Regions from separate parts of the Anser cygnoides genome. Here region 1 is linked to region 2. The links are chromatin contacts, called in public Hi-C maps. All regions are on one chromosome and are shown on one strand. Each heading gives the region's core, a stretch centred on a gene start, on an enhancer-like site or on the middle of the called end of the contact. The rest is flanking DNA. Distances are from core to core; before and after follow the strand shown.

Region 1 (2,700 bases), core at 5-2,504, 710 kb before region 2:
GCCACACTGAATTCCACTGCTTTGGGTAACTGCAGTTATTCTATCTAGGGTCAAGCAGTTGAGCACAGCACAGGTGTTGCAAGCAGGAATTCCAGTCACCTCTTCCCACAAGTGAGTTACACATTCCAAAGCCTTGCTTTACTGTAGCGATTAGATGCTGTTTTCTAGAACATATATCATAGTCTCATAGCTTTGAGGAAACCCTTGCTCTGAGAGAGACAAGAAGAGAATTTTCTTTGGGACAGAAAGAGTGCTGCAGGCTGGCGAAGCAAGGGCTTTCAGGAAGGAATGCAAAGAGACACAGCTCCTAAATATACACAGCTCCTAAATATACACACTGCATTTCTCTTACAGCAGAGACTACAGTCCTTTGTTGACAGCTATCTAAATGTTAATCTCAGCAAAGGGCACAATCAAGAACACACACTTGGCTCCTAGAAAGCAAGGAAACAATGCTGAAAGGCTGCAGTGGATGGCACAACTGACTTATGCCCTTCATGACATACTGAATAACAGAAGTACAAAGTAAGCAGGTATCTTCGTACACCAGGCAGGACTCATCCCAATAAGCAAGAACTCCAAGGAATGCTTTTTTGCAATACAGCCTTAGCTTATTTCAGGACTAGAACAAAATCCAGCTCATTTTTTCCCACTGCCTTTAAGCCTTTGGTAACGAAAGAGATACCTCCAGCTGTTAACCTTGGTGGCACTAGGAAGCAATCACCCCTGCCAGCACTGGTTTGTTTCTTTACTCAGGGTGCAGGCTGCTGTTTTACCATGAATCCAGATGAGTTCTGGAACACCTAACTAAATGCTAATGTTATGAGCCGCGCCTACGAAGCTTACCCAGGCCCTCAGAAGGCAGGCACACACGCAGCAGCCCGCTCTGACCTTCACCTCCCCTCAGGGCCGTCCGTCCCCTCTCCCAGGCGGGCCACCCCGGCGCTATTGACCCCCCAACCACCTCGCAAGCTCCGAGCTTTTACCCTGCGGGTTTACCCCGCGGGCAGCGGCCCGTCACACGACACCCGCCCCCGCCCCCCCGGGCTGCCCCCCGCCACCCCCGGCCCGTTGGGCCCACCGCCTCCCGCCGGCCCACAGCGCGGTGCCGGCGGCCCCCTGCCCGCCCCCACCTCATCAGGTAGTCGCGGAACTCCTTGCTGCGCAGGTACTCCACGGCCTTGCGGCCCAGCGCCCCCGCCATGGCGCCACCGCCGGCCGGCAGCGCCCGCACCCGCCGCTCCCGCCGCCCGCCCCCGCCGCCCGCTTTATGGCCTCGCGCGCACCGCCCCCGCCTCCCCGCCCGCCGATCTCGCTTCTCATTGGCTGGAAGCTCGAGGCCCCGCCCCCTCCTGAGGTGAGGCCCCGCCCCCTCTCTGGCGTTCGTTGTGGCGGTTGGGCTGGGGGCGTGAGGCGGAGGTGGGGCGGGCGCCGCCATGACGGTAGCCACGCTTCGCGAGGGGCGGCGGGGGCGCGGCCGGCACGGGCCGGCTTCACTCCCTGCCGGGGCAGGGCTCGCGGCCGCAAGCACTTTCCATTTCCTACGCGAGCAGAGGCTGCTTGTTTGGAGTGGCAGATAAACTCTAACCCCGCTAATAGCGTCTCCATAAAGCTTGGGGTGGTCAAACAAATACCTGCGTGCGAGCGGCTCCGTTTATCTTCGCTCGCTGCGCTAGAGATAGTGAAATGGGTGTTTATCTGCTCCGACTGTTGGCCGAAGATTTGCAGCCTGGGTTTTACAGTCTGGAGCTGCGCTGAGTGCAGCCAGGGCCATGCCTGTGCTCTGCAGGAAACCCTGGCGACCGCTGCTGCTCTATCCCCTTCTGCTTCCCTCCTCTTCCTGGCAGGATCTTGGGGAAAAATAAAAAAATAAAGGGAGTTCTTCCCCCTTCTCCCCTTCATTGCTTGCTTGGAGGGCAGCAGGTTTGAGGAAAGGCAGAGTCTCTGCACATCCTCTCCTTTTTAGATACCCTTAACATGATACACCACCACACAGTCACTGCTGTGTGGGAAGAGAAGCTTTAATCCTCCTGATACACAGCGTTACACAATGCCAAGATGTAGCCCAACATATTTCCATGGCCTATTGAGGCTCCTCAGTTAGAAACAAGTGTGAATCAGAAAGAGGTCTCAAGGAATCATTTGTCTGAGTTGATCTGACTTGCGCTGAAACAGGAAGGGGCTGTGGAAATGATTCCAGTGTGTGCAAACAGACTGTCACGTGCAGGGATTCCTCATATACTACAAAGCCTCTTTCAGTCAATAGTTTTTGAGCTACAATTTTAACTGAAACAAAGCCTAGTTCTTCTTTACTGAGAATACATGAACCTTTTTCTTGACTGTGTGTATAAAGGAGAAAAAAAATCTTCCATCTGCTTTGGAAGACTCTTTAGAGTTTATCCCAAGAATACACAAGTTTTATCAGCCTTTTCTCACAGGCTTTTTAGTCTTGTATCATTTTCCTTACTCCATCTAGACTCTTACCTACATCTTTACATCTTTCTTAAGACAGTCCCAACGTGGTTCATAACGTTTCAGTCAAACCCTTCCAAGCAGTGCAGAGTCCTTCTCTAATTTTGAGTGTTTTCAATTCTGAGTGTTTTCACTTTGTTTTCAAAATAGTTAATGGAAAAATCATTAACTAGATATGTGCCAAGAATAAACCAGTCACAAGTGACAGGCCCTACCAGTTAAACAACA
Region 2 (2,700 bases), core at 105-2,604:
AATGGTGATCTATGCACAACCAGTACCTAGAAGTGTCCTTCCTGATCTTGAAGTAATGCAGCCCCTGTTTCTCACCCTGTGTCTTGAACAATCCAGTTTTACCAATATCTAGACGCAGCCAAGCATCCAAATCAAGAGACTGTTCTCCAAATGTTGTCCGCCAGTGGAGCATGCAGCTATCTGCCTGGGTTCTGGGCTACTGAATTGCAGATCCACGCCGGTTCTTGAGCTTTGTAGGCACTGCCAGAACAACCTACGTTATCCGGTGGCACGATCTACCTGGATATGGGAAAAAAGCATCCAGGATAATTTTATATAAAGAATCTTTTTTTTTTTTTTTTTTGGTTCTCCCTACACTTTCCTTTTAAAAGGAGTAAAAGATATTTTTAGGAGTCTGATGTTACTAGAAGTGCCCTCCCTCGTCCCCCCCAATTCTCTCAGGGCTCTCAGGAGGCCTTTGAACATCTCCCAGAGTTCGGGACCTGAGAAATAGGCTCTCTGGCGTCCTTGGGGCTGCAAAGCTCCCACACGGCACAGTTACAGATGTAGGGCAGAAGTGTAACTGACCTTCACCTGTAAAACCAGAACTGCTGGTACTTATACGGGAGCTATACTGCCGGATAAAAACAATAATTTAATTGCTTAATGTAGACAAGGCCTCTGAGGAATCTCCTTCTTCAAATAACCCAGCCAATCAAAACTCCATCAGCAAAACCCACTAATCTGAACCCCCTCGGCAAAGAGCAGCTCGGAACGCTTGGCCAGGCACACCAAGAAGAAGCAGGACTTCCCCCTTTCATTTAACCACCTGAACCCCCCCCCCCAACCCAAAGAGGTGCACGAGTGCTCAGGTAACCGAGCCCCGCGTTCAGAGGACGCCCGGAGCAAACCCAGCCGCGACACCAGGGCTGGCCGCCGAGCCCGGCAGGTGACGAACAAAGCCGGACCCAGACGCCGGATCCCACACGCTGAGGCCAGCAGCCGGCCCGCGGCAGGCACCAGCCGAGCGCCCGCGGCCCGCCCGGCGCCGGGGGCCGCCCCCCGCCGCCCCTCACGGACCGGCCGCGGAGGGGGCACCGACCCCGTGCGCGCCGCCGCGAGGTGGCGGCCGGCGGGAGCGAGCGCGCGCGCGCACGGCGAGCGGGAGGGAGGGGAGGAGGGCGCGCGGGCCGCCGGGCGGGGGCGCGCACGGGACGGTGTGCGCGGGGAGGGGACGGGAGGGGACGGCAGGGCGATACCGGGGCGGGGAGAGGCGGCGGCGCGGCTCGGGGCAGGCGGCAGGGGACGGGCGCTGCCGAGCCGGGAGACACCGCGGCGGCCGCCGCCGAGTCGGGGCATCCTTCCTCCTCCTCCTCCTTCCTCCTCCTCCTTCCTCCTCCTCCTCCTCCTCCCCTCCCCGCCCCCCGCCCTTCCCCCTTTTTCTTTCTCTCCTTCCCCGCCGTCCGCCGGGGCCGATCGCTATCGGCAGCCGCGACCCGGGGCGTTTCCGCGGCGGCCGCCACCACCGAGGGCAGAGCCGGCCCCTCCCTCCCCCCCTCCCCGGCCGGCACCGGGGGACCCCCCCCCTGCCCGCCCCCCGCCTCCGCCCCTCGCCCGGGGCTCGGCGGAGAGGGCCCGGCCGCGGCCCCGGCTCGGCTCGGCTCGGCTCGGCTCCCCGGCGGCGGCAGCACCGGGCTCGGCGAGGATGTCGGGCGGCGGCGGCAGCCGGGAGGAGGAGCGGCGCAAACTCGCCGACATCATCAACCACTGGAACGCGAACCGGCTGGACCTGTTCGAGATCAGCGCCCCCACCGAGGTGAGCGACCCCACCGGCGGCACCCCCGGGAGCGTGTGTGTGCCCCCCCCCCCCCCCCCCGGGTGGCCCCGGCACCGCCTCCGGGGCACGGCTCGGCCCGGCCCGCCCGGAGGTGAAGCACCGCGCCCGGGCCTGGCCGCGCCCGCCGCCGCCCCCCGGCCTCACGGGGGGGCTCCGCGGCCCCTGCCCCAGCCCGCGGGGGGGCGGAGCGGGGAGCCCGCAGCCGCCCGCGGGCACCTCCGGGGGGGCCCCGTGTGTGTGTGTGTGCCCGCAGCCCCCCGGCACGGGCAGGGCGGCCGGGCCCTTTGTGCTCGGTGCTGCCGCGGCTTTGTGCGGGCAGCCAGCCCCGGCCAGGGGACCTGCCCTGCCCAGCGCCGGGGGGGGGGGGCTTGCGGGAGCCCCCGGCACCGGCAGCAGGTCCCCGGTTCACGTGTGGCCGTACCGGAAAAACACAGCGGGTCATTTCTTCCCGGCGAGATGGGCGTTTCCAGGGGTTCAGGCAGGCTGAGTTTACTTTTTAAAGAAAATATATGGAAAATAACAGGCCGTGCCCCGCAGCGCAGCCCCCCTCCGGCGTGGGGGCCCGTCACGCGTGTGCCCACGGCAGGAGGAGGAGGAGGAGGAGGAGGAAATTCACACTTGCTCCTGGCCTGGCCCTGATCCGGGTTGTTTATTAACACAAGTCTCCGGTGAACCGTGGAGGCTTGGCCTCGCAGCCTACTCCTGCGCCCAGGCTGCTGGGCCGGCCACGGAAAAGTCTTGGGTGCGACTCCACGTTGTTGGTTTTTTTTTTTTTGTTTGTTTTGTTTTTTTCCAGTCACGATAGCTTGAAAACGAGTGCCCTGGATGTTTGCGGTGCTTGTCGCACGCCGCTTCCAGAAGGCTGGCTGAGGGCGGTGTGGGGG

The links. Hi-C and Micro-C count contacts between places; a contact is called where the count stands out from the background.
Region 1: a Hi-C map of liver shows a contact between it and region 2, with 4 times the contacts expected there. The contact joins the promoter of MPC1 here to the promoter of AFDN in region 2. A contact is called at or near these places in 2 of 7 Hi-C or Micro-C datasets (both in liver).

The regions. Positions count from the first base shown.
Region 1 is chr3:47,424,726-47,427,425 of Taihu_goose_T2T_genome, reverse strand. MPC1 (mitochondrial pyruvate carrier 1) reads right to left here and starts at 1,254. Exons shown (of 5, transcript XM_066994130.1): 1 at 1,134-1,254. The coding sequence starts at 1,204.
Region 2 is chr3:46,714,497-46,717,196 of Taihu_goose_T2T_genome, reverse strand. AFDN (afadin, adherens junction formation factor) reads left to right here and starts at 1,354. Exons shown (of 32, transcript XM_066994117.1): 1 at 1,354-1,795. The coding sequence starts at 1,685.